Regions from separate parts of the Cricetulus griseus genome. Here region 1 is linked to region 2. Evidence: chromatin contacts called from public Hi-C data. All regions are on one chromosome and are shown on one strand. Each heading gives the region's core, a stretch centred on a gene start, on an enhancer-like site or on the middle of the called end of the contact. The rest is flanking DNA. Distances are from core to core; before and after follow the strand shown. Region 1 overlaps LOC113835924 (mRNA decay activator protein ZFP36L2). Region 2 overlaps LOC103160769 (a long non-coding RNA gene).

Region 1 (4,833 bases), core at 1,330-3,829, 69 kb before region 2:
CCCGGAGCTGAGCAGCCTCATCACGCCGCTCGCCATCCAGACCCACAGCTTCGCCGCCGCGGCCGCCGCCTACTACCGCAGCCAGCAGCAGGGCCTGGCGGGGCCCGCGCCGCCCCCCGCGCAGCCGCCCGCGGCCCCCGCGCCTCCCTCGCCGCCCTTCGGCTTCCAGCTGCCGCGCCGTCTGTCCGAGTCGCCCGTGTTCGACGCGCCCCCCAGTCCCCCGGACTCGCTGTCGGACCGCGACAGCTACCTGAGCGGCTCGCTGAGCTCGGGCAGCCTCAGCGGCTCCGAGTCCCCCAGCCTGGACCCCGGCCGCCGCCTGCCCATCTTCAGCCGCCTCTCCATCTCCGACGACTGAGGCAAGGGGGCGCCCGCGAGGGTTTGGGAGAGGCTGCAGGGGGGGCACCGGGGAGGGGTGACACTGCCGAAGGCCCCCAGCCGAGCACTTGGACTCGAACTATGCCGGGAGGGGGCCCCGCCCCTTCCCTTTCGGTTTTTTTTCTATTATTATTTTTTTATTATTATTATTATTGCAGAGTTTTCGTTCTTGTTGAAATAAAAGCCAACGAACTTTTTGTAAGGATGAACAAAATAGTCACAACGGGCAGTTGTGATGCGATAGAACAAAAGATACCAAACACTTGTTTAGGTCTCAGATGAGTTTTGAAACTCTAGTTTATAAAGAAGAATAAAAAACCAGCCCAGCACCAGCAGCTAAAACCACCATTCCATCTCTTCTTTCACTTGAAAGCCTTAGTTACAGTCCAGATGTGAGAACTCTTACCTTGGAAGGGGGTTCCTAACTTGTCTCAGACCAGTGTGAGCCAGCCGGCTGCCACCTCCCCTTAATAAGCTTTTAGAGTTCAATGTAATGCCAAGAACATGCCTTGAAACGAGTAGCCTTCAGCCGGGTTTGTCGCGGTTGTTGTCCTTGTTTTTGTTTTTTAACGAAGTTATATGTTTGGGGGGTGGGGGGGTACCCTTGCATTCCAAAGTCTGATACTGGTCTCATTGCCACCGTTTAGTGAGTGTTTAGCTTAGAAACATTCCCTCTGCTCTCTGGAAGCCTTGAGCAGAGCTCAGTTCATAATTGTTGGGAAATAAGTGCTTCATTTTTAGCTGTTTTGAGTTGATTCGCACCACAACTCAATATGAAAAAAATAAACCTATTTAACTTATTTATTATCTTGTGAAAAGTATACATTGAGGATGTTTGTTCATACTGTATTTATCGAGTATGATGAAAAGCAATAGATATATATTCTTTTATTATGTTAAATTATAATTGCCATTATTAATCGGCAAAATGTGGAGTGTATGTTCTTTTCACAGTAATATATGCCTTTTGTAACTTCACTTGGTTATTTTATTGTAAATGAGTAAGAAAAAATCTTAATTTAAGAGATTGTATGTAATATTTATTTCATTAATTTCTTTCCTTGTTTACGTAAATTTCGAAAGATTGCATGGTTTCTTTACAGAAATCTATCTATCTTGATGCTGTGGAAGTAGTTTGAGGAACATTTTGAGTCTTTTCTTACTTAGAATGTATAATGGTTGTGGCCCACCCAGCTTTAAAGAGAGAAAAAGAATGACCACATACTCTGCAGTCCGGCTCACATGTGGCATGCTTGTCTAGTCCCAGCCTTATAAACCAGCAAGAGAAAACAAAAAAACAAAAATGCTGATTCCACCAGCTCTACTGTGACATTGAGTATAAAGACATGTAGCAATAACGGGGAAATAATGGTCTCAGTGCCTTCATGGGGCCCGAACTTGCCTTAAATCTTCCTCAACCAAATAAGTATTTCATTAGTGCTTGAGCGAATTTGAATGCCAGATGGGTTAACCTGCACAAAACGAGATTTTTTTACCACTTTTTTTTTTATATATATAGCTATAAAGTGAAGAGGGCCATCTTAGTGCTGAAAATGGTCTGTAGAACATGAATATGCCTTGTTTCATAACAGTCCGAAACTTGTACTATGACTTTTCGATGTAAAAAGGCAGGAATGTCCCTCCCAGGCCTTCCTGGATGGCAGATGAGTGAGCAGGCGCTTAGTTTTGTATGTAGGGTACAGTTGGAGCACCGAGTGTGTGTATTCTGGACTACTTTGACACAGTAGGTTCTTTTTTGAATGTAACAAGATAAGTCAACTTGAGTTGTAATATATTTTTGGGGAATCAGTTCACTACAAATTGTGACTGTAAACATTGTACTGTAAATGTTTTGTAGTTTTCCCCCCCAATAAAATTTTTTGGAAAAAAATTTTCCTGAGAGAGAAGGGAGTGTTCTTTTTAAAACTGGGTCTCCTTTCCTGGCTTCCCCGGGGCCTCCTCAGCAGGTCTGGGAAGGGGTGTGGGGAGCTGACAGATCGCTCAAGAGCCTGCATCCACTTGTTACCTGTATTTATTTTCTAGCAAGTCCTCTCAGCTGAAAGAAACTAATTATTTGGCTGTCAGGGGTATTTGTTAGCTGTTCCCTTTGGTAATGAGATGCATCCCAGTGTTGGCTGACTGGCTGGTGGCAGGGCCTGGCGGGAGACCGCAAGGGGTGTGGCCGGCCTGTGAGTCACCCAGTGGATCACGTGGCTGCTCTGGCAGCTGAAAGTCCGATTTTTCTCTGGGATGCCTGCCTGACCGGGGCCTGTAGCCTTGACGGGAGCTGGCTGGTGGAGGTCTGGCCCAGGCGTTGGGAGTCCAGGGTTTTGCTTGGACTTTGGGTAGCTGGGTTATGTCCTTGTTCAGAGAGAGAGAGGGAGGGAGATTAAGCGGGTTAAACTTCTATCTGGGTGATGTTTGTTTACACAGACAACTTCCTCTGGGAACGAGCACATTCAGGCTATTTATGCAAAAGGAAGGCTGAGGAGGCCAGAAAGCAAATTCAACCGGGCTTCTACCGAAAGGAAAAAAGACTGCCTTGCTTTGCCTGGTTCTCCGTCATAAACTACAGTCTTGTGCATTGTTTTTTGTTGTTTTCTCCCAGCTGGTTTTAAATCACTTTTAAACTCCTAAGACAATTACTTTTCTGCCCCCCTCTCCCATTCGCACAGTTCAGACACCTTTTCCAACCTAGACAGGAGGTCCAGCAACTGTGTGCTTCCTTATCAATAGCAGCTGGGCTCTCAACCAATCCTTGCCCCCTCTCTGGCTACCCCGGCCTTGGCCAGGGTCTCCTGTGACTCACAGCTGAGCAGGAACGGTGGTGGGGGTGTCTGAGGGATGCGCCAGGCTGGGCAGCTGTTTCTAGTTAAGGCGATGGAGTTGGTGTGCAAAGCCTTTTTTTTTTTTTTTTTTTTTTTTTTTTTTCAGTGCTTGCTGCCAGAGTGGGGAACAGTTTCAAAGTTCTCCCAGATGTTAGGCCTTGGGGGCGGAGGGAGCTGGAGGCCAAGAAGCCCTGAGGTTGGGTGAAGCCCCTGCAGCTCTCTGGCCTCTTGGCCATAAAGAATTTGCAATGGGGAGGAGACGGCTCCACTGTGGAGCTGTTTAGGCCCGGCTGCGTTTCAAAGACCTTGTTTCCACTTCATTCCCAAATTTATTTTTTTCCAAACAAGCACTTTTGAGCAGCTGGAATGTTGGGCTTCTCTTTGGGGTAAGCCACATTCATTTTTTAAAAACTTTCAGCCATTTGAAAGCCTGAAAGCTAGGCTCTGACAGTTTGTGTTTGAGATGCATGCGGGGAGGTAGGTGGTCATTCAGAAGTTCTCTCACCCATACATACATCATTGGAGGCTCTGGGTCATTGTGCCTCCGCAGCCACCAGAATAAACAGAAAACAGCCTGTCCTTGATCCCACCCTGAGACTGGTTTTAGTTTTTTGTTTTTTGTTTTTTTGGTTTTTTTTTTGTAAATCCATGATATAGGAGGAGAACTTGGAAGTAAGGGCAAAGTAGGATTAGCCACCACAGGGCTGCACTGTGGAGGCTCCGGGCTGAGTCTAGATAGGACCTTCCATGGGCAACTGTGGTTGTTCAAAGAGGTCTTCCAACTGACTGCTTGGAGGCTGGGGTGATTTTGAAACAACCCGACTAGTGTGCCCCACCTTATAAACGATTTCAGAAAGGTGTGCGCAATATGGATCCCACTGCCTGGGTCTCCTGCTAGGGGTGTAAAAGACAAGTGAGCACACAATTGAGGAGCCCTGTGTGGAGACACAGAGGAACGTGAGCAGGCCTGGAAGGCCCTTGGTGCAGGAAGGATGGTAAGCCAGGCTCTTGACTGCCAGGTCTGCTCCTGAGGGAGGGTTCTCAGGGAATCCTCTGGTGGGTTTCTACAGAGAGCCTGCTGGAAAACATTAAACCTCAGGAAGAAACCCACCTGCAGACACCACCACTCTCCGTCCTCCAGCTTTGCTTGCAGGGACAAATGAAGGCAGATGTGACTTGCACCCAAGGTTTTTTTGTGTTTTTTTGTTTGTTTGTTTGTTTGTTTTGTCTAAACCGGAAGTTGGGTCTCTGCAGCCCTTTCAGGCTGACCAGCTGTTGGACTGAGGCCAGTCAAGCTCATGTTTGTTTGCAAGACAGGGTCCTTTCTAACTGCAGATCCTCCTGCCTCAGCCTCCAGCTGAGTCGGGACTACAGGTGTGCCCTACAACGCCCAGCTGTAATCTCGTTTCATTGTATTTACTATCCTGGAGGATGCTGTGAACATTAGACATTCAGGGCAGTTCTTTTTTTATGTTGTTTTTCCAGACAAGGTTTCTCCACGTAACCCTGGCTGCCCTGGAACTCACTCTGTAGACCAGGCTGGCCTCCAATTCACAGAGATCCCTCCTGCCTCTGCTGGGATTAAAGGTGTGCCCCCACCACCACCACCACCACCACCAGGCAGTGT
Region 2 (5,085 bases), core at 2,016-4,515:
TGTGGAAGTGACCACCGCCACCCCAGCCTCTTTGCCTGTGGTTTGGAGCCCCCGTTGTAGAGCAGAGACAGAGTGTCCTGTCCTCTCAGGCTGTGGTGCAGGTGGGGGTAAAGGCAGATCCTGCCCGAAAGTGTGGGCGCACACACATGCAGCAGCCCCTCCTCCCGCCCTCCCTGCACATCCCAGCATGTACGCGTGGACAGACAACTGCTCTGGCCCAGCAGCCCCTAGACCTTTGACTCAGGTACACCACCTTGCACTCTACCCTGCCAAGGACAGTGAAGTAGAGGAAGTGGTGAGGGCATCTTCCTGTCTTTGAACTTCCACCTTTGGTTCTCTATGCCTCACAGAGGGCACCCGGCTGTTTGTCAGTTTTTGTCTTGGGGGGAAGCCTGGTTTCTTTGCCTTCTCATGTCAAAACCACTTCCCCATGGGCCAGCTTCTACACTCAGCCCTCAGTGGGGTACTGCTTGTCTACTCCATGTTCAACAGGGGCACCCATGGTGGCCAGCCTTGTTAACTCTCAGAAATCCACCTGGCTGCCAGGAGATCCTGATCTCCAGCCCACCCCAGGCTGCAGTTTCTATCCCAGGCTTCCTGGCCCTGAGAAGGGACTTTGGAAACAGGGTCCAGGTTCAGTGCCAGCTCTGTAGGGCCTGAGGCAGGCTACAGGGCCTCTTCATGTCATTTCATTCTGCAGAGCTCTGTGAATTCCCTTGAAGTCTACTGTGCAGGGGGTGTAGTCAGCAAAGGCAAGATGCCATTGTTAGGGTTTGTGCCTCAGAAAGGACCAGCCATGGCCTGTCAGCTCTGGTCTAGCAGGCCCAGACAACAAACCTCCAGGACACTGGGGGGCTCCATGGAGGCTCTAGCACCCCACAGGGTCTTGGGGCTGCAGAAGTGGGACCTGGGGAGAGGACCTCATTCTCCATCTCCAGTCATCCTGTGGGACAGGAACCCTTTACAGGTCTCTTGACCTATCCTCAGGCTGGTCCTGCTACCATGGTCTCAGCTTCCACCCCCCTCTAAGCCTCTGCCCTGCCAGGGTTCTCTTCTGCTACCTAGAACCCTGCAGCCCTCACTCCTTGAAGCCCTGGGTCCCTCAAATGTGAGGAGTCTGAGAATCCCCACTGACACCAGGTAACCGTACTGTGGCTGTCGCTGTCTGACTCCCGACACCTGGACATACTGTTTCCACCTTCTTGTCCTGGATCCTGAGAGCCAAACCTCAGAGGGTGGGTAGGTCTCTCCAAATGCAGAAGGAAGGAAGACAGACTGCATGCTAAGTAAGTGTCCTACCCAGAGGAAGTCAGAGCTGGGCTGTGGTAGGACAGTTCTGGAGCCTCTCCTGCCTGGCTCCAACCCTGCTGATGTCATGGCGAGTGCCTCCCCACCCCCACCCTCACCCCCACCCTCTGATGGCAGGGCACTGGTGGATGGTGGCAGGGCACCAGGTTGCAGGGACTAAAACTTTGGATGACCAGCAGGCCCGTTGTCACCCAACCCAGTCACGACCACCCTCCCCCAAGTACCAACCTAGGAAAGACTGATAATCTCATAGCCACGCCTTCATTTGAGCCTCTTTGCCACCTTGTCCTTTATAGGAAGACATTTCAGTGAAGCTAGGGAACCTTCCTGAGATAGTGTAACTTACAGGTGGCAGACCAGGCCTTCCTGACCCCTGCCTGCCCTGGCTCCTGCCGGCCTCCTGCTAGCTGGGGTGTATGGAGGGGTGGGAGAGTTCATTCGTCCTGGGAGGCTGCCTGTTTGTTAAGAAGGAAGCAGGTGCCCCAGGCCATGCCGTGGGCTCTCCTGGCAGTACCTCTCTGGGGTGGAGAATGTTCCTTGGCAAGGGAGCCTGATGGGATGGGCTTTGCTGGGAAAGCTCCCCCCCTTTCCCCACTGCCTCCAGGGCTCTCCTCAGAAAGCCCCAGCTGCAACAAGGCCTTCCACCTGCCCTCTGCCTGGCTTCTACTATTACCTACAGTCTTTGGCCCAGTTTGCTTTCTTCAGCATTGGGGTTTGCACTCAGGGCAGCTCACATGTTAGGCAAGTGAGCACTCTGCCATTAAGCAGTATTTCCTTGCTTTCTTTTGTTTGTTTGTTTCCTTTCTTATTTTATTTTTTCTTTGTGTTGTTGCTTTTTCTTTTGAGGCAGGGCCTCACTGTGTAGTCCAGACTAGCCTGGAGATTGTGATCCAGATATCAGGTGTCCTCTGCCTCCTAAGTGTAGGGATTAAACCTGCACCCCAGCTCTTTTGTATGTTTTCTTTTGGAAACAAGTTTTCCATAGGTTGCTCAGGCTGGCCTTGAACTCACTCTATAGCCCTGGCAGGACCTGAACTTTCCATTCTCCTGCCTCAGCTTCCCAGATAGCTGGACTCACAGGCCTGTGCCACCAGGGCTGCCTACTTAGTTTCTGCATCCAGTTGATCTGCTTTTTATGTATTTATTCCCCAGCCAGAACGTGACCTTTGGAGGTCCCAGTCTATCTGGTCCCTTGTTTAGAAGGGCACCCAGCATAAACTCAGCTGTTCTTTTATGGGATGGATAAAGGAATGAATGAAGAAAGTCAGGTAGAAGAAGGCTGAGTGGGGGAAAGTTCAGTGGGAGGGTGAAGTTACCAAGGGCAAGCCAAACGGATAATTCTACACAGCTGAGGGGAACAAGAAGTACTTCAGAAAAGAGAAGGACAGGGCCACCACGGATAGTCATGTGCTGTGACAACAGAGACCTCAGAGATGAGGTTCATTTTTCAACATGGATAACAACAGTACATGGTATTGTCCTCGGCAGGCTCTGAGGTGACTTGAATGCATGGATTGGGGGCAGGCTTAGGGGTGTCTTTAGCAGGAGGAACAGGCTGTACCTTCCACGAGGTTGCCACGTGGTCATGGCTAGCAGTTTACCATCCGGTGTTGTCTTCAAAGACGGTTGTCCAACCCAGGGGGAGCAACTGGCGTGCTGTTAGCAATCTCTGGTGCCTGTTGTGCTTAGCAGGAGGGTAGGGAAATCACCCGGCACACCCCACAGACACCCACCGAATGCTGGGGACCAAGATAGTGGCAACCGCTGTGGGGAGGGTTATTTCCTGAGGTGGTAGGGTGCTGAAGGCTGGGGACACTGTGTTCTGAGGTCTCACCAAACAGAGGCCTCAGTAGGGACCTGTCCCAGCTGCAGGAGCCACCCCTCCCAGCCCTACTGACTGGGCACAACAACAATGGCCTGGTGGCTGCGGCTGTCTCCCGATGAGTCACCTTGCCCACAGTGAGCCTGGCTGCCGATGTTATCAGTAGCCTTGCTTGCTTCATTCCTGGGTGACATCACCCACCTCTGTCTTCTCATTCTGGGAGCATTGCCTGTAAGGCTCTTGTCAGAAGTCACCTGGGCAGCTGCACGGGGGCCTTGAGAGGCTCAGTCCAGGGCCTCAGGAGGCTCAGCTCCTCAGTCCTGGGTTTGCTGTACAGGTCCCCAGTCTACCTACAGGGTTATGCTACCAAGATGGAGTTCCCCACCCCCACCCCCACCCATGCTTGCTCCCTCTCTTTCCTCAGCCAGGTATCTCCCAGGAAGGATGCCCAACTGCATTCTTGGATAGAAGTCCTGAATCCCACACCTTGTGGCCTGGGCTCCTCGAGTTTTGCCTATTGCTGGCCTGGCAGTCTTGGAGCTTCTGGGATGAAGTCATTGGGCCTCCTAGCTCACTTAGGCCCAGACTGTGGCACCCTGCTGGCCTTTGTGCAGCTTTGCACAATCACTCTACTGGGGACCGTCTGTTGCCCCTAATGCCCATGTGGACCTGGCAGCCCTGTGAGCTGAGGTCATCCCTGTATCTCCCTATATCCTCCTTTGCCTCGTCATTGTTTCCAATGCTGACCTGCGATCAGGGCCACTGGAAGGTGTCAGAAGATCAGGAGAGCAGGGGCTGGGGTGGCCAGGACCACATGGGCTCCATTGCCAAGGCAGGATGGAAGGGTGGGTCCACCTCCATCTTCCCTGTCCTTGGAGTGGATAGCAAGAGGAGACCAAGAGTCTCTCGAGAGGCTGGCCCCCTTTGCCAGGAGGCTGTCCAAGCTTGCCAGGCCAAGGAGGCAGAGGGAACATGAGTGGACAGGCAGGGAGAAATGTCACCCTACAAGTCACTCTCTGGGACCTCATGAGACAGCTCCTCAAGTACAGGCTTTTAAGCAGCATCCACTTTCCCTCTAGTTATCTGACCAAAGGAAACGGTTCCTTAGAGAGAAAAAGAAAGGAAGCCACAAAGTAAGAGGACCCCACCACTAAGGTCACATCTTTACCATCAAATGAGAAACAGAGCCCAAGAGGGGCCTGGTGCATCAGAGCCAGGCCCTGGGAGCCTGCAGCTTTGCTCAGCCCCATCTCCCTTCTCCTGTTGCTCACAGGGCACTGGCTTGACTCACTGCAGCTTCCTTGACTCCAGAGCTTGTTGGTCACACAGGGCCACTGCTAAGCAAGCATTGTCATAATACAGAGAGGTTGAATCCTGGGCAGGAAAGAGGGTGGCAGGAGGAATTTCAGAGAATAAAAGAGCCTACTCCTTAGTTGGGTTAAGGCCAGCTGATTAGGCCTGGTCTCAGAGGTCTTGGGTCCCCTTTCTGACCGGTGTTGCATTCTCATTAAAGCTCCTGGAGAGGTACACACTTTCAGATTTTGTCATCATTGCCAAGCTCTGCCTGTGGTCTTCGTAGGCCTCCTCATCCCTTTTCAAACTCTAGGGCATAGCCTAGCCAGGTCTCCTGGGGGTTCTTACTGTTGTACTTCCTTCCTTGGTTTCACATTCAGACCCGGTTCTAATTCTACTCAACTCAACCCCAATTGTCTTTGTTGGAGAGAGTACACCCTGGCTTTGCCTAGTCCTTTGAATTCATTCCCCTTGCTTAGTAAACAATAACATTTGTTTTAGTGTGTGTGTGTGTGTGTGTGTGTGTGTGTGTGTGTGTGTGTGTGTGTACAAGCAATGGTGGGTGTATGGAGGTCAGAGGACAGCTTGTATGAGTTGGCTCTCTCCTTCTACCATGCGGGTTCTGGGGACCAAACTCAGGTCATTAGCCTTGGCAATAAGCT

What was found. Hi-C and Micro-C count contacts between places; a contact is called where the count stands out from the background.
Region 1: a Hi-C map of the CHO-K1 cell line shows a contact between it and region 2, with 6 times the contacts expected there. The contact joins two enhancer-like sites. A contact is called at or near these places in 6 of 8 Hi-C or Micro-C datasets (the CHK-Q cell line, the CHL-YN cell line, the CHO-K1 cell line and 2 more).

The regions. Positions count from the first base shown.
Region 1 is chr5:85,805,472-85,810,304 of CriGri-PICRH-1.0, reverse strand. LOC113835924 (mRNA decay activator protein ZFP36L2) reads left to right here. Exons shown (of 2, transcript XM_027417931.2): 2 at 1-510. The coding sequence ends at 358. Among named protein-coding and RNA genes, the nearest start is that of Thada, 300 kb to the left of the region's middle. Within about 2 kb of position 2,579, at least 5 of the 6 cell types and tissues checked have open chromatin away from gene starts, as enhancers often do. A contact at or near this core is called in the CHO-K1 cell line and fibroblasts, where this site is marked.
Region 2 is chr5:85,736,786-85,741,870 of CriGri-PICRH-1.0, reverse strand. All of the region lies in intron 1 of LOC103160769 (a long non-coding RNA gene), which reads left to right. Among named protein-coding and RNA genes, the nearest start is that of Trnai-uau, 260 kb to the right of the region's middle. Within about 2 kb of position 3,265, at least 2 of the 6 cell types and tissues checked have open chromatin away from gene starts, as enhancers often do. A contact at or near this core is called in the CHO-K1 cell line and fibroblasts, where this site is marked.